Regions from separate parts of the Mus musculus genome. Here region 1 is linked to region 2. The links are chromatin contacts, called in public HiChIP or PLAC-seq maps. All regions are on one chromosome and are shown on one strand. The core of a region is the stretch at or near the end of the contact, and the rest is flanking DNA. Distances in the headings are between cores, read along the strand shown.

Evidence for each region. HiChIP or PLAC-seq counts read pairs in DNA pulled down with a chosen protein or histone mark.
Region 1: a contact with region 2 is called in an H3K4me3 HiChIP or PLAC-seq map of embryonic limb bud, with 5 times the contacts expected there. The contact joins the enhancer-like site here to the promoter of Mn1 in region 2. A contact is called at or near these places in 8 of 39 promoter capture datasets (the 3T3-L1 cell line, the C10 cell line, the HPC-7 cell line and 5 more), 13 of 484 Hi-C or Micro-C datasets (the BV-2 cell line, DN3 thymocytes, LSK cells and 8 more), 18 of 115 datasets of contacts at active chromatin or transcription factors (SST interneurons, VIP interneurons, bone marrow-derived macrophages and 13 more) and 2 of 9 other capture datasets (adipose tissue and embryonic stem cells).

The regions. Positions count from the first base shown.
Region 1 is chr5:111,647,646-111,651,313 of GRCm38.p6, forward strand. No RefSeq gene overlaps it. Among named protein-coding and RNA genes, the nearest start is that of Gm36386, 14 kb to the right of the region's middle. Within about 2 kb of position 1,621, at least 50 of the 459 cell types and tissues checked have an H3K27ac peak or open chromatin away from gene starts, as enhancers often do. A contact at or near this core is called in VIP interneurons, adipose tissue, cortical neurons and 4 more, where this site is marked.
Region 2 is chr5:111,415,482-111,418,832 of GRCm38.p6, forward strand. Mn1 (meningioma 1) reads left to right here and starts at 1,819. Exons shown (of 3, transcript NM_001081235.2): 1 at 1,819-2,182; 2 at 2,338-3,351. The coding sequence starts at 2,685.

The sequences.
Region 1 (3,668 bases), core at 371-2,870, 230 kb after region 2:
CTCGTGCGCACTTGCACGCTGTGAACATGAGAAGGTAGAGGAGCCACATGTGGAAGCACACAGGAGAAGTGCTCTGATGCGGGCGGCCCTATGGTGAAGGCCTGGTGAGGGCAGTCTTCCTCACTGGACAGGGCCATTGCGCCTTTCTTAAAGGACAGCAGCTGGGTGGAGGCAGAGAGTCAAGCAGCAGGGGGGAGTGGAGGTCTGAAGTTTATCTGGATGGTGTTTGGGGTGTGAGACGTGGCCAGGAATGTCAGCAGGGGACAGACATACGGACTTGTTCACTTTTTGGATCATTGCTTCTAAGGATGGAGCTCAGACGAAGGTGAGGTGGCCAGACTAGCATGTCTGCAGGACAGCTGTAACCAGACCTTGGAGACTTGCTTGACTCCTGGGACAGATGTGGTGGGGTGCACTTGAATGTTTATTGGGAGCCCTGGCTCCCATAGGAATTCAGGCAGAAGTGACATGGTTAGACCACAGGTTAAGGGATCTGATGTGTTGGGGTCAGATGGAAGGGACAACCTGAGGCTAGACCTGCTGAGGAAGCAGCTGTTGGCATCTAGGGCAGAGGCTCCTTCCTGTGCACACTTGCTGTGTGTGACCCTGAGCCTTGGATGTGGGTCCTCACACTCACCACCGTGTGAGACCTGGAGAAGGTAACGGGAGTGGCACAGGGGGACGGAACGGCAAGCCGCACCATCGTCATCAGACCGTGGCGGTGACCTCTGACCTCAGAGAACTTGGTTCCTCTGACCTCAGAGAACTTGGTTTCTTTCCTTACCAGCTTGATGCAGTGGCCAGCATTCCTGCAGAATTCTGCTGCAGAGAGTTGGGGGGGAGGGAGAGAGAGAGAGAGAGAGAGAGAGAGAGAGAGAGAGAGAGAGAGAGAGAGAGAGCAGCTGGGACCTCTTGTTTGAAAACAGGGATTCCAAGGCTCACACAGCACCCAGCCCAACCGTGGCCTTTTTGACAGGTTGACCGAGGGAAGTCCAGCAAAGGGAACGGCATGTGCGTGGCTGACGGGAAGCTGAGAGCCAAAATTTTCGACAGTCCTAACACCCAGCAGCTGTGGTCATCTCCCTCCCCCAGGCAATGTTTCTGCCCTGGACATCCACTGAGGTCCTCCTCAATCCCCAATATTGAGTAAGGGGTCCAACTGGACCCAAATGCGTCCTTCTCTGGGCCAGAGACCTGCATTCACTTCCCAAGGTCTAATGACTCAGCCCAAGAGGCACAAAGCTGGTGCCGGGTAGAGACCTGAAGTTCACCTGTCACGTCAGGATCAGAAGGTTCTCCTGAGGGGAGAATGGGCTATATAAACCAGCATTTCCCGGGTAGCTCTTAAAGTTTTGTACAGCATATTTTATGTGTGTTTATATTTTTAAAAAAGTCCCAGCCTTAAATTGATTGAAAAAATGTGTTGTTCTGGAAGCACCGAGCTGCCTCTCTAGCGTGCTGTGCTCTGCGAGACTTGGACGGCAGAGATGTCACATAAATAGTTGTTCTGGGTTGCCATGGCGACTGAAATTTGAAAAGCAGACAGCCTTCAGGGCTGCTTTTCCTGGTCACTGGGGGGTGGGGCGACGGGGAGTTTTCCATGGAAGTGAGGCTCTTCCTGTGCCTGGTGCCACAGGATGGAACTCGGTGGGTGTGAGGGTCAGGCTCTGCCCTCTCCCAGAGTTAGGACTGAGCGCATGGTAATGAGGGCTGTGTCACATGTCCCAGATATACTGACTGGCCCTCTCCGGGCTTCCATTTCTCTGCATGGAAAGTGGTTACTTGAGATTAGTAACTGCGGCAAACAGCTGTTGTTCTGAGAACTTGACCTTCACAGAACCCCTTGGAGGCAGGTGTGCACCTCTGCACAGAGAGAATGGGGAAACTGAGGCCCAGGTTGCCACAGAGGATGGCTAACCATAGACAGCTTCAGAAAACTGCCTTTCCTGCAGTTTTCTTCGGGGCTACACGCTGCTGGCCCAGCACTCAGCGAAGAGTCTGCGCTGGGGCCTTTGGAACACTGGCTTGTCAGAGAGAGAAGCTGTGTGGGATCCCACGGAGGATGGAGGGAGGTGGTGTCTGGGTTGGGGGACCCTAATGGGGTGGACGAGGCTCAGAGGGGAAAGGTTCCAGCAGTAGTCGGGGAGAAGGAGGCAGGTGCACATACTGAGTTCAAAGACATCTCTCACAGCCTGTTTACACAGTCCCTGTTTATCTATCTATCTGTCTATCTGTCTGTCTGTCTGTCTACCATATATCATTTATCATCTATTAATCCATCAACTATCTATCTATTTACCTAACTCTCTTCCTTAGTTAGGGTTTTACTGCTGTGAACAGACACCATGACCAAGGCAACTCATAAAAGACAACATTTAATTGGGGCTGGCTTACAGGTTCAGAGGTTCAGTTCATTATCGTCAAGGTGGGAGCATGGCAGCATCCAGGTAGGCATGGTGCAGGAGGAGCTGAGAAGTTCTACATCTTCATCTGAAGGCTGCTAGTGGCAGACTGGCTTCTAGGCAGCTAGGAGTAGGGTTGTAAAGCCCATACCTACAATGACACACCTCCTCCAACAGGGCCACACTTTCTCTAAGAAGGCCACACCTCCTCCAACAAGGCTACACCTACTCTGCAGTGCCACACCTTCTAAAAGTGCCACTCCCTGGGCGGAGCGTATGCAAAGTCACACTATCTATAATATATTTAATATTTATCTATAACTTATTTAACATCTAACATTTATCATCTATCTATCTATCTATCTATCTATCTATCTATCTATCTGCTGTCTATCAATCATCTATCATCATCTTTCTGACATCTGCTTCTTTATGTTCACCCTGCTATTAAAAAGAAACAAAATTTTCTTGTTTTATATCTTTGTGCTTCCCCTTCTTTCCTTCCTTCCTTCCTTCCTTCCTTCCTTCCTTCCTTCCTTCCTTCCTTCCTTCCTTCCCTCCCTCCCTCCCTCCCTCCCTCCCTCCCTCCCTTTGTCCTTCCCTTCCTCTTTCCTTCCCTCTTGCCCCTGACTGTCAGAAAAGTTCTCTAAGCAGCATGAATGACCTTGACAATAAGGACTCTCATGTGGCTGGAAGAGTCAGAGCACAGAACGTTACCTCCCTGCACGTCCAAGGCCAGATTGGAAGTGGAGACTTGTGGGTTGGGTGTGGCACAGTCTTCAAAGATGCCCAAGGAGACAGCCTGGGACCCTGTCCTGTTGCTCCTGAGGAGGCTAACAATCTTCCTGGCCAATAGAGACCAGTGTCCCTTCTCCACAGACCTTACACTCCTGCAGAGCAAGGTGCCACAGATGTGGGTTCTGAATCTGGTACAAACCCTGGTGCTGCTGACTCCAGCCACCACCACCACCACCCCTGCGACCTTGGGCAGCTGATGCTGAGGGCTCCAAGCCTCTGACAACCGTTTACCCAATGAACCCCTCTCAAATTTGAGTGGCCTGAAATCTGTCTGGTGGTAGGTAGGCCCAGCAGGACTGCCATCTTAGGTAGTGTCTCACTGGATTCTGGTGCTGCGCCTATAGACACCTTTGCGCTAAAAAGAGAAGGTCCCCTGCTTGTGGAGACTATGTGGATGTAGAGCTGAAGATACACTCTGTGCTGTAGAAGCTGTGCCCCGAAAAAGTGCTAGAAGGAAGGAGAGTTAGG
Region 2 (3,351 bases), core at 569-3,068:
TTAAAACTCCACCACCCTGCACAAATACTTCTTCCCAATGCTTATTTATGGGCCCCGTTTTTTGGTGGGGGTAATTTTCATTTTTAATTTCAAAAGAAAAAAAAATCTGTAGACTGCAGGAAAAACCCGAGCTTGTTGCAGCTTCCTGAGAGCTTTTATTTCGAGTGTGTGAGGGTGGGGGTGGGGGTGAGTGAGTGTGTGGGGGATGGGTTTGTGTGTGTGAAAGAGTGTGTGTCTTGGGTGTGTGTGTGTGATTTCTTGAGACGTCTCTTGGGGCTTCCTGCCCCCCCTTCCTAAATCGAGCCCATTTTCCAACGTTTCTTTCCTCAGAAGCTCCAGGGAGTAATGAATCGGCCGCGAATGACACGGTAACTTTTAACTCATGCCCGCGACAGTGGAGTGCTTAATCTGAGGTTTTTAAATAAAAAGGGCTCCGGGTTGGTTTTATTATAACGTTTATTTCATTTCAGATTTCATGCGTAATTTAGCAAACGCTAGACAGACTTGGGCGATAAACACTTTCTTTTGTGGGGGGGGGGAAGGCATTTTTATACACCGTGCTTAATTTTATTTAGATTTAATAGCGATATCGGGGGCACTTCAACGAAAGTTTTTTTTTTTTCTTTTCCCCTCTTCTTTTAAGAATCCTGGCTTGCCAGCAAAATTGTCTCGCTTTATTTCATGACAAGGAAAATTAAAAGCCTTTCCGCCCCTCCTCCCCTACTTACACTTTGAGAGGAAAACTCGCACACGCATGCTGGCGCTTGGGTGCGCGCGCGTCCACAGAATAAACACCTCCACCTCCTATCACCTCCAACTTCTAACTTTTAATTGCAAGATAGATTTCAGCCTCTACTCCGTGAGGAGTAGAAAGATCTAAACAATTTTAAGTAAGATTATTGGGATAAATATTCCATATGAAATAGGGTAGGTATTAAATCACTCTTATTGATTTTAGTATCACAATCCAATTCCGTTCTTTGACCTCTTCAGTTTAATTGATCTTTTAAGGAGGCCAACTTCGCGCCCTTCAGGGCCTGGGCCTGCCTGCTTGTGGCCGCAGCAAGGTGTCGCCCCCACCCCCGCCCCCACCCCGTGCGCCCTTTGCGCGTCGCTCTCCTCAGGGTTTCGCATTGTCTCGCCTCGTCGCTCCCGCGCCGGGCTCACCCGAAGTGGCTCCACAAAGCGGCCGAGGGTGCGTGGCTTCTTCCCGGTGGAGCCAGCGGCAGAGAACCGGAAGCCGCGGACGGTGGGAGACTAGGGAAGGAGCGAGCCAGTCTCTGGTCGCAGAGACAACCTTACTTCGTGTTTCCCCTCGGCGATCACCTCGTGAACTTGCCAGGGCCGGCTCCCTGGGGCGCTGCCCCGGGCTGCAGCACAGGCGACACTTAGCGACTTTCCCTGGCGCGTCCGGGGACTCTGCCAGGCTACCCCATTGTCTGTGCGCCCCGCACAGCTCACCGCCCACCTCCCCGCCCCCTGCCCACCCCGCAGGTCGCGCTGGCTCCGGTTGGGGGTGGGGAGTTGAGAACAGCGTGAATGGGAAGGGGGCGGACAAAGCCTGGCTCCCGCCGTCGTCCTAGGCTCGCGCCCTCCCCAGCCGGGGGCACCTGGGGCGCACCCCCAACGCCGTAGCGCCGGACCCGGAGTAGCGCGGGTTGGTGGCCGGGCCTGCGCAGCCGGGACCCGGGACCACCTTAAGAGCGAGCCCCGCCCCCGAGCCCGCTCGGGCGGCGCTGATTGGTGCAGAGGTAATGGCTGGAATGGATTGCTGAAACGCAAAACTTGTTGCTGCTTCTCCCGGCGCCGGCGAGAGGCAGACGCGGAGCGGAATCCCGGACCTCGCAGCGCCTCGCCCGCCCCGCGCGCCCTGCTCGCCCGCGCGGCCCATTCCCGGGTCCGAGGGGACCCGTGGAGTGCGGAGGCGGGAACCACAGCTTCGGAACCGCCGGCCCCACGCCTCCCCTCCCGCGCGCGGCCCGAGACTCCCGCGAACTCGCGCGGCGACCGGCGATCGAGCCCGAGCCGCGGAGCCGCGGAGCCGCGCGTCTCCCGCAGCCTGCGTTCCCGCTCCGGCGCCCGCGTCTACTGCTGTGAATCCAGCACCGGCGATGAGGAGCGGAGCAGCCCGTCTTCCGAGCCGCTGAGGCTTTCGCCGCCGATCGCCCGCGGCCGACCGGAGGTGCGGGAGCCGGTGCGGCCCGGGAGCGGGGACTCGGGGCAGGGGAAGGACCAAGGGGCTCCGCTACGGCCCCAGCCGCCGCGCCGCGGACTCCAGAGGTGATCATTCTGCTCTTCCGTCCCCTTCCCTCCCCCCTATCTAACTTTTTGTCTCAGCTCGTCGGCCTCCAGGTCTCCTCTCCGCATACCCACCCGCGACCGTGCCATCGACCCGGGGCATGGGCCCCCCGACAAGGCTCCAGGAGGCGCCGCGGCCTCGCAAGACGTGAGAGGCCCGCTTGGGTCGATTTCGAGGTTCCGAAGAGCAGCGGAGAGAGCTCCTAGCCAGCGCCCGCGCGCTGGGCCGGGCGGCAGTGAGCGCTGCGCCCCGCGGTGCAGAACGTCCCGGAGCGCCGGAACCTCGGCTGAGGCGAGTACCTGGCCGGAGGCGCGCGGCGGAGCAGGCTGTCATGCCCTATTGATCCCCTCCCGCCCCCCCCCCGCCCCCCCCGCCCCCGCCAAGTATGTTTGGGCTGGACCAATTCGAGCCCCAGATCAACAGCCGGCACGCTGGTCAGGGCGAGGGGAACTTTAACGAAGCCGGACTGAGCATGAACGCCCACTTTAAGGCTCCTGCCTTCCACGCCGGGCCTCCTACTGGCCCCGTGGACCCTGCAATAAGCGCTCTGGGCGAACCCCCGATCTTGGGCTTGAACATGGAGCCCTACGGCTTTCATGCGCGCAGCCACTCCGAGCTGCACGCAGGGGGGCTGCAGGCGCAGCCTGTGCATGGCTTCTTCGGCGGTCAGCAGCCTCACCACAGCCATCCCGGAGGCCATCACCCGCACCAGCATCACCCCCACTTTGGGGGCAACTTCGGTGGTCCGGATCCAGGTGCCTCATGTCTGCACGGGGGCCGGCTGCTTGGCTACGGAGGTGCAGCGGGCGGCCTGGGCAGCCAGCCTCCCTTCGCAGAGAGTTATGAGCACATGGCGGAGAGCCAGGGGCCGGAGGGCTTCGGCCCGCAGCGGCCAGGAAACCTCCCGGACTTCCATAGTTCGGGCACCTCGGGCCACGCCGTGCCTGCCCCGTGCCTGCCTCTGGACCAGAGCCCTAACCGGGCTGCCTCTTTTCACGGCCTGTCCGCCTCTAGCGGCTCGGATTCTCACAGCCTGGAGCCCCGGAGGGTGA